2 separate regions of the Zea mays genome follow, and region 1 is linked to region 2. Evidence: chromatin contacts called from public Hi-C data. All regions are on one chromosome and are shown on one strand. The core of a region is the stretch at or near the end of the contact, and the rest is flanking DNA. Distances in the headings are between cores, read along the strand shown.

What was found. A called contact is a pair of places that touch in the nucleus more often than the background predicts.
Region 1: a contact with region 2 is called in a Hi-C map of endosperm, with 3 times the contacts expected there. The contact joins the promoter of LOC100280610 here to the promoter of LOC100279120 in region 2. A contact is called at or near these places in 5 of 25 Hi-C or Micro-C datasets (bundle sheath, ear, endosperm and 2 more).

What each region holds. Positions count from the first base shown.
Region 1 is chr1:193,401,278-193,403,977 of Zm-B73-REFERENCE-NAM-5.0, forward strand. It overlaps LOC100280610 (heavy metal-associated domain containing protein), which reads left to right and starts at 1,293. Exons shown (of 3, transcript NM_001153528.1): 1 at 1,293-1,476; 2 at 2,032-2,104; 3 at 2,459-2,700. The coding sequence starts at 1,471. The coding sequence ends at 2,652. LOC100381517 reads left to right here. Exons shown (of 2, transcript NM_001356626.1): 2 at 1-223.
Region 2 is chr1:193,154,756-193,157,478 of Zm-B73-REFERENCE-NAM-5.0, forward strand. LOC100279120 reads right to left here and starts at 1,349. Exons shown (of 1, transcript NM_001152161.1): 1 at 713-1,349. The coding sequence starts at 1,342. The coding sequence ends at 911. LOC103642122 reads right to left here and starts at 680. Exons shown (of 1, transcript XM_008665438.4): 1 at 1-680. The coding sequence starts at 91.

The sequences.
Region 1 (2,700 bases), core at 43-2,542, 250 kb after region 2:
AGCCTAGCTTCACCCCATTCTGCATGGGCATGAGAGTTTGCAGAACTGCAGTCGAATTAGTGGCGAGGAATGCATCGCCATAGGTGTTAGTTGGCCTGTCAGCAGGCTGTTCCGATCCCACCGTTGTTTTTAGTTTTTTTTTTGTTTTGTTTCTCTCTCCATCAAGTGTATAATCTGTCTGCGAGTTGCGTATATCATGCAATGCTGAGTGAGTTTTGTCGGCAGATAGCACAAAGTTTTGGAAAGGTATCTCTATACAGCTGGGCTTATTAATCTGGAGGATTATTAATTATTATTATATCTAATCACATATGAAGATATGGAATCTCGTGTAGGTAGCTAGTGACAACAAGTTATTGCTTAATCTCTTGGTTATACGTACTTTGGTGAGTTGGTGTCATTAGTTGCAGTCAGCAGCGTGGGGCAAGCAATGCAAGAATACCAAACTTGCGTCACGGTCCATGCATATCGTATCGATCGTCGCCCTAGCTAGCTCCTTTTCTTCCCCATTCAGTCATCACCTCCATCCCCGTCGTCGTGGCCCGCTTTAACCTTTCGCGCTTTTGCTCTTTTTGTAAGCTGTACTGTACTGAGATCTCCAGACGACATTCCAAACTGTACGTCCGGGCCGGCCTCCGCCCGACACCGCAAAAAGCGAGCTGCTTGGACTCGTCAATGGCGTCCCGCGTCCGTCCACGTCGTCGATCGCAGGATCCTCTACGGAACAATAACCTCTCTTAGTCTCGGACTCGGTGCTGACCATGCAGAAGGTGACCGCAACCGATCAGCCTCTCCTTTCGCGCCCGCGCGCCATGAGCCATGGGACCATCGAGAAGGGAGCTCTCGGCGAGTAAACTAGTGGCTCTGGGCTCCGGCCGGAAGGGATGAGATAGCAAGAAGAGAGAGAGAGAGACCTCGGCGAGACCACCGGTCGCTCTTCTCCATGAAGACCTAGTAGGGTTGGCTTTGAGAAAGCCGAGAGGAGGTCACTGTGGCATGCATGCACCGCACAGGGTCGTACCGTAGCTACTAGAGGCCTTGTAGCGGAGCTTACTATATATTTAGGCAGCAGTTAGACTAGCAGCTAGTAGATCGCAACATCAACAACAGCAGCAGGAACGAATCTCTAGCTTGTTGTTGAGCACCATCTTTAGGCTTTTCCCTTCATCACATCCTGCCCCCCTGGCCCCTGCTGCTGCTCGATCTTTTCGCCTTTTGTCGTCGTCGCTAGGGCGTGGCGTGGTTGTTGCTTGCCGATATAAGAAGGCTAGCTGCTCCTGCTCACACGTCTTATATTCCCTTCTTCTTCTTCTTCTTGTCCTCCTCCTTCGTCTTCTCCATCTTCCCGTCCTTCGATCCATCAAAAGCTGGCCGGCCGAGACGACGTGCATAGCTATAAATAATAGCCCATAGCATCCTCAACAACCAGACAAGAAGAACCACGCCGCCGGTTGTTTGTTAATTTCTTCCATGGAGGTACGGGCCGGGGATTATTTCTGTTCATTGGAATTCACGTACGATCCGATAAATTGTACTACATATATGCTATAGCTTGCTGTTGTTCATGTAAAAGTTGACGATGATGACTGCTGCATTCGGCGGTACGATCTCCTCGGGGTGTTGGTGGTTGGAGGGGCTCAGATGTTGAATTCAGAACGAATCCCAACTAGCTAGCTAGCTAGTTTCTGATTGGAAACAAAACACTGCAGACGATTGTAATAGGCCATATATCATCTAGCAAAAAAAAAAAAAAAACAAGTGCAAGCTTTTGTTCGGAAACATGCTGTGAATCAGTGTGATGATGCTCTTGACATACACACTACTAGTTAGTTAGTACGCTTTAATAATTAAACCTGCAGTGCTGCCTTTTCCCTTTGCATGATGAACTAGCTCTCGCGAGCAAGCAAGCAACGCAAGCTACTAGCTAGCTGGGACTGCACTGCACATGCAGATGCATGAAAGGCAGCATTGTTGCGACAACGAACAACCCAATCCTGTGCGCGTTTCCTGATCGCTGGTGGCGTTTCGCAGAGCACGGAGCTGAAAGTGGAGATGGTGGCGTTGCATGAGAAGCGGGTACGCAGATGCCTGTCCAAAGTGAAAGGTACGTACGTTACGTCCGTGATGAGCGCCTTCAGGCTTCAACAAAGCCCACCCCATCCCGCCGCCGTCCATTCCGGCCGGCCGGCCAACCAGCTGCCAGGGCCCCCCGGCCGGCAGATCGATCATTACTTCCAGTACGATCGGTATGCAGCAGCAGCAGCTGCTGCTGCCATCGTCCCTCCCTGTGTAGAGAGCTGCTGGATCTGGATTCTAAACGTCCTTTAATTCTAGCTCCTTCTTCTTTACCCAAAGCCTGGGCGGCTGGGCCTTTGTTGTTGTCGGTGGTGTTGTTGTTGTTTTTTTCACCTGATCCTGGCGTGGATGGCTCAATGCGCACGCACGCATGCGTATGCAGGGATCGAGCGGGTGGAGGTGGAGGCGAGCCTGCAGAAGGTGGTGGTGACGGGGTGCGTGAACCGGAGCAAGATCCTCAAGGCGCTCCGCCGGGTGGGGCTGCGCGCCGAGCCGTGGTCACCGCACAACGAGCTGCTCAGCGCCTACGCCGCCACCACCACCCTCGTCTTCAACAACTCCTACGCCTTCTTCTGATCAAGTCATCTCATCCTTTATAGCTAGATAGCTACTGTAATCTCTCTC
Region 2 (2,723 bases), core at 99-2,598:
GCAGCTCGATCCCGGTCCCTGCCGTGGTCACCGGCAGCTGCTCCTCGCTCCCCCGCGGCTTGATCGTCTCCAGGATCGCGTCGGTCGCCATTGCTCCTCGACTTTGGCGACCACCGACCCGGCCGGGGGATCGAACGGGCTGTGGGAGACACTAGTGGATGGGAGAGGGGGAGAGATCTTGGACGCGGAGGCTGGACCGGTTGGTAGGCGCGAAACTGACAAACTCCTGGCTCCTCAGCTCATCACTGCTTGGGGGACTGAAGAAGAGCTGGAGCAGCTGTATTCCGATTCCGACCAAGACCAATACACGCGTAGCGGGTAGAAAACCCAAAGAAAAGAGACGATGGCAAGACGAACAAGCGAGCTCCAGTCTCGCATGTCGCATTGCTTGCCATGATGTCTGCAAGCGGGGCGGCACGGCGTGTCGGCGCCTGACGCGGAATACCGAGGAGAGGGGCCGGCGGGCCGTTGTTTGTCCCGTGCCGGTGCGTGCTCAGCCAGACGTGCCGCCCACGCGCGCGGTCCATGTGATGTGCCCATCGCCCCATCCACTCTTCTCCAGTCTGATCTGGATTATTGTGCGTTGTGTTTTGGACAGCTTGCTAGCCGTATACACATAAATACGTACATATGTATACCGTATACTGTATATACATCTAGGTGCGGAGATACTCAAGGCAGTTTCCATTCGCATGGCAGCAAGGTTTTTTTGTTTTTTGCACCCGAACAAGCACGGCCTGAATACTTTCATTGTCGACCGAAGAAAGTAAATGCCAACAATCCAGATGAACAAGAAAAAAAAAGAAAAGAAAGCAAATCCCGAGTGACGCATCCACGACCACGATCCATCCATTTCCAGCGCAGCAACAGTTACCAGTTACCTAGCGGACGGACGGAGCTGGGAACGGCATCACAGGCGGGCGGTGTCCACGGCCGCGCCGCCGATGTTGGCGCCGGGGAAGAACGCGCCGCCGGGGCCGGCCCAGGACACGCCCTCCTCGGCCTTCCACGCACCGTCATCGAAGTTGCGCGCGTAGCTGGCGGAGTCGTACCCCAGCACCCCGGCTCCGGCTCCGGCCCCGGCCCCGCCGCCCGCCGTGGCACTCCTCCTGCCGCTGCCGCCCTTCCTTTCCGCCGCCGTGCCGCCTCTTCCGCAGAGCCCCGCCCACGCCAGCTTCCGCGCGCGGCCTGCGCCGCCGCACCAGTACCGCCGCCTCGCCGCGCAGCTCAGCCGCACGGCCGCCCACCGCAGCAGCACCCACGCCCGCGCCCGCACGCCGCCGCCCCGCGGACGCTGGCTCTGGCTCCCCTGCGAGAGCAGCCGCTGGTACGTTACACCCATCAATCACGAGACGCCGCGCCGTACTGCAGTCCGCAGTCGTTTTTGGCGCCACCTCGTAACGTATCGAGGTAATACGGTGGGTGGGTGGGCGGACGAGCGTTGGCGGTGTGGCTCTTTTGCTTGCGCGCGTGCAGTACTGCAGTGCGGGCTGGGTAGTTTTTGACTTTTGAGGGGGGTTTCCGCGTCGTTGGGTAGTGGACCGCGCACCGCACGACGGTTTGGGCCGGGCGGGTGCGGGATGGGCCCTGAGATGCACGTCCGTCCTGCTATCGACAGATGCACAGCGGGGGTGCTCAGGGCCCACACCACCACCACCACCACCGAATATCATTTCTCCCTGACCCACTTCTATTTTTTTTCATCTCTTAAATATATCTTGTTCTTAATTTGAAGCCCTAGTTGGACGTACACAAGTGTTGGTCTCGTTCGCCAGGATGACACTTTGCTTATATTGGAAGCGCTGTCAGGAAACAGGATTTCATTCGTAATCCTGCAACTCATAGAGCGGGCAGCGACTAGGGGTGTGTTTGTCCTCATGGCCCAGCAGCCTGGCTGCGCTCCCGGGCTGCAGCTCCCGTGTTTGCGTCGTCTGGCTTACTCGGGAGCCTGGCTGTCTGCGTGCAAGTTTAGTCTCTCAACCTGTCTCCATAGAAACGAGATCAAGGTCCGTTTCTTGGGAGCCTGACTATTCATGGCGCAAGGATTCCGCGTTTAGATAGTTTTAGTCTTCTAGCCCGGTTAGATACTGAGTGACAAGAGCCAGACTCATATGATATAAGTGCGCAAATAAAATTAGTTATAGTAGTCGGGACATGCTAAGTCCAGCCTAGACGAGTTAAATGGGTCGAGCTGGCAAAAAACAGAGTCACAAACATACCCGAGAGGACCACTGCCAGCGCACTCCCGATGGCACTGGCACTGGCACTGGCATGGCCTGCAACACGATCGAATCTGGATCGGTTAGCAAGCCTTTTCCATGCCGTCTTCTCCATCAGGGACAGTGACGAACAGTGGCCGCCGCTCCCCAGGTCCAGGTGGCCGGTGGGACCGCATGAGCACCGACGTGGCAAACATGGCGTCGATGGAGTAGGCCGCGTGACCAGTCCCTTCAGATCGGTTGACAAACCTGCTCGGGTCACAGTCTCACAGAGACCGGCATTCTGGTTCTGCAAACTCCAAAACGGTGCCATATGGCTGCGTCAGTTTGCGCAAAGACGGTGTCGTTTAGTAACCCTTTCAGACCATCGCCTTCCGTCGTCGCAGTGGTGGTTAGAAATTTAGTCATTTTCGATTTTAATTTAATACGAAAAACAATGCGATATATGCATAGGTGTATATAACTACTCGTATGAACAAGTATGTAAGAAAAAAACATAGTGTA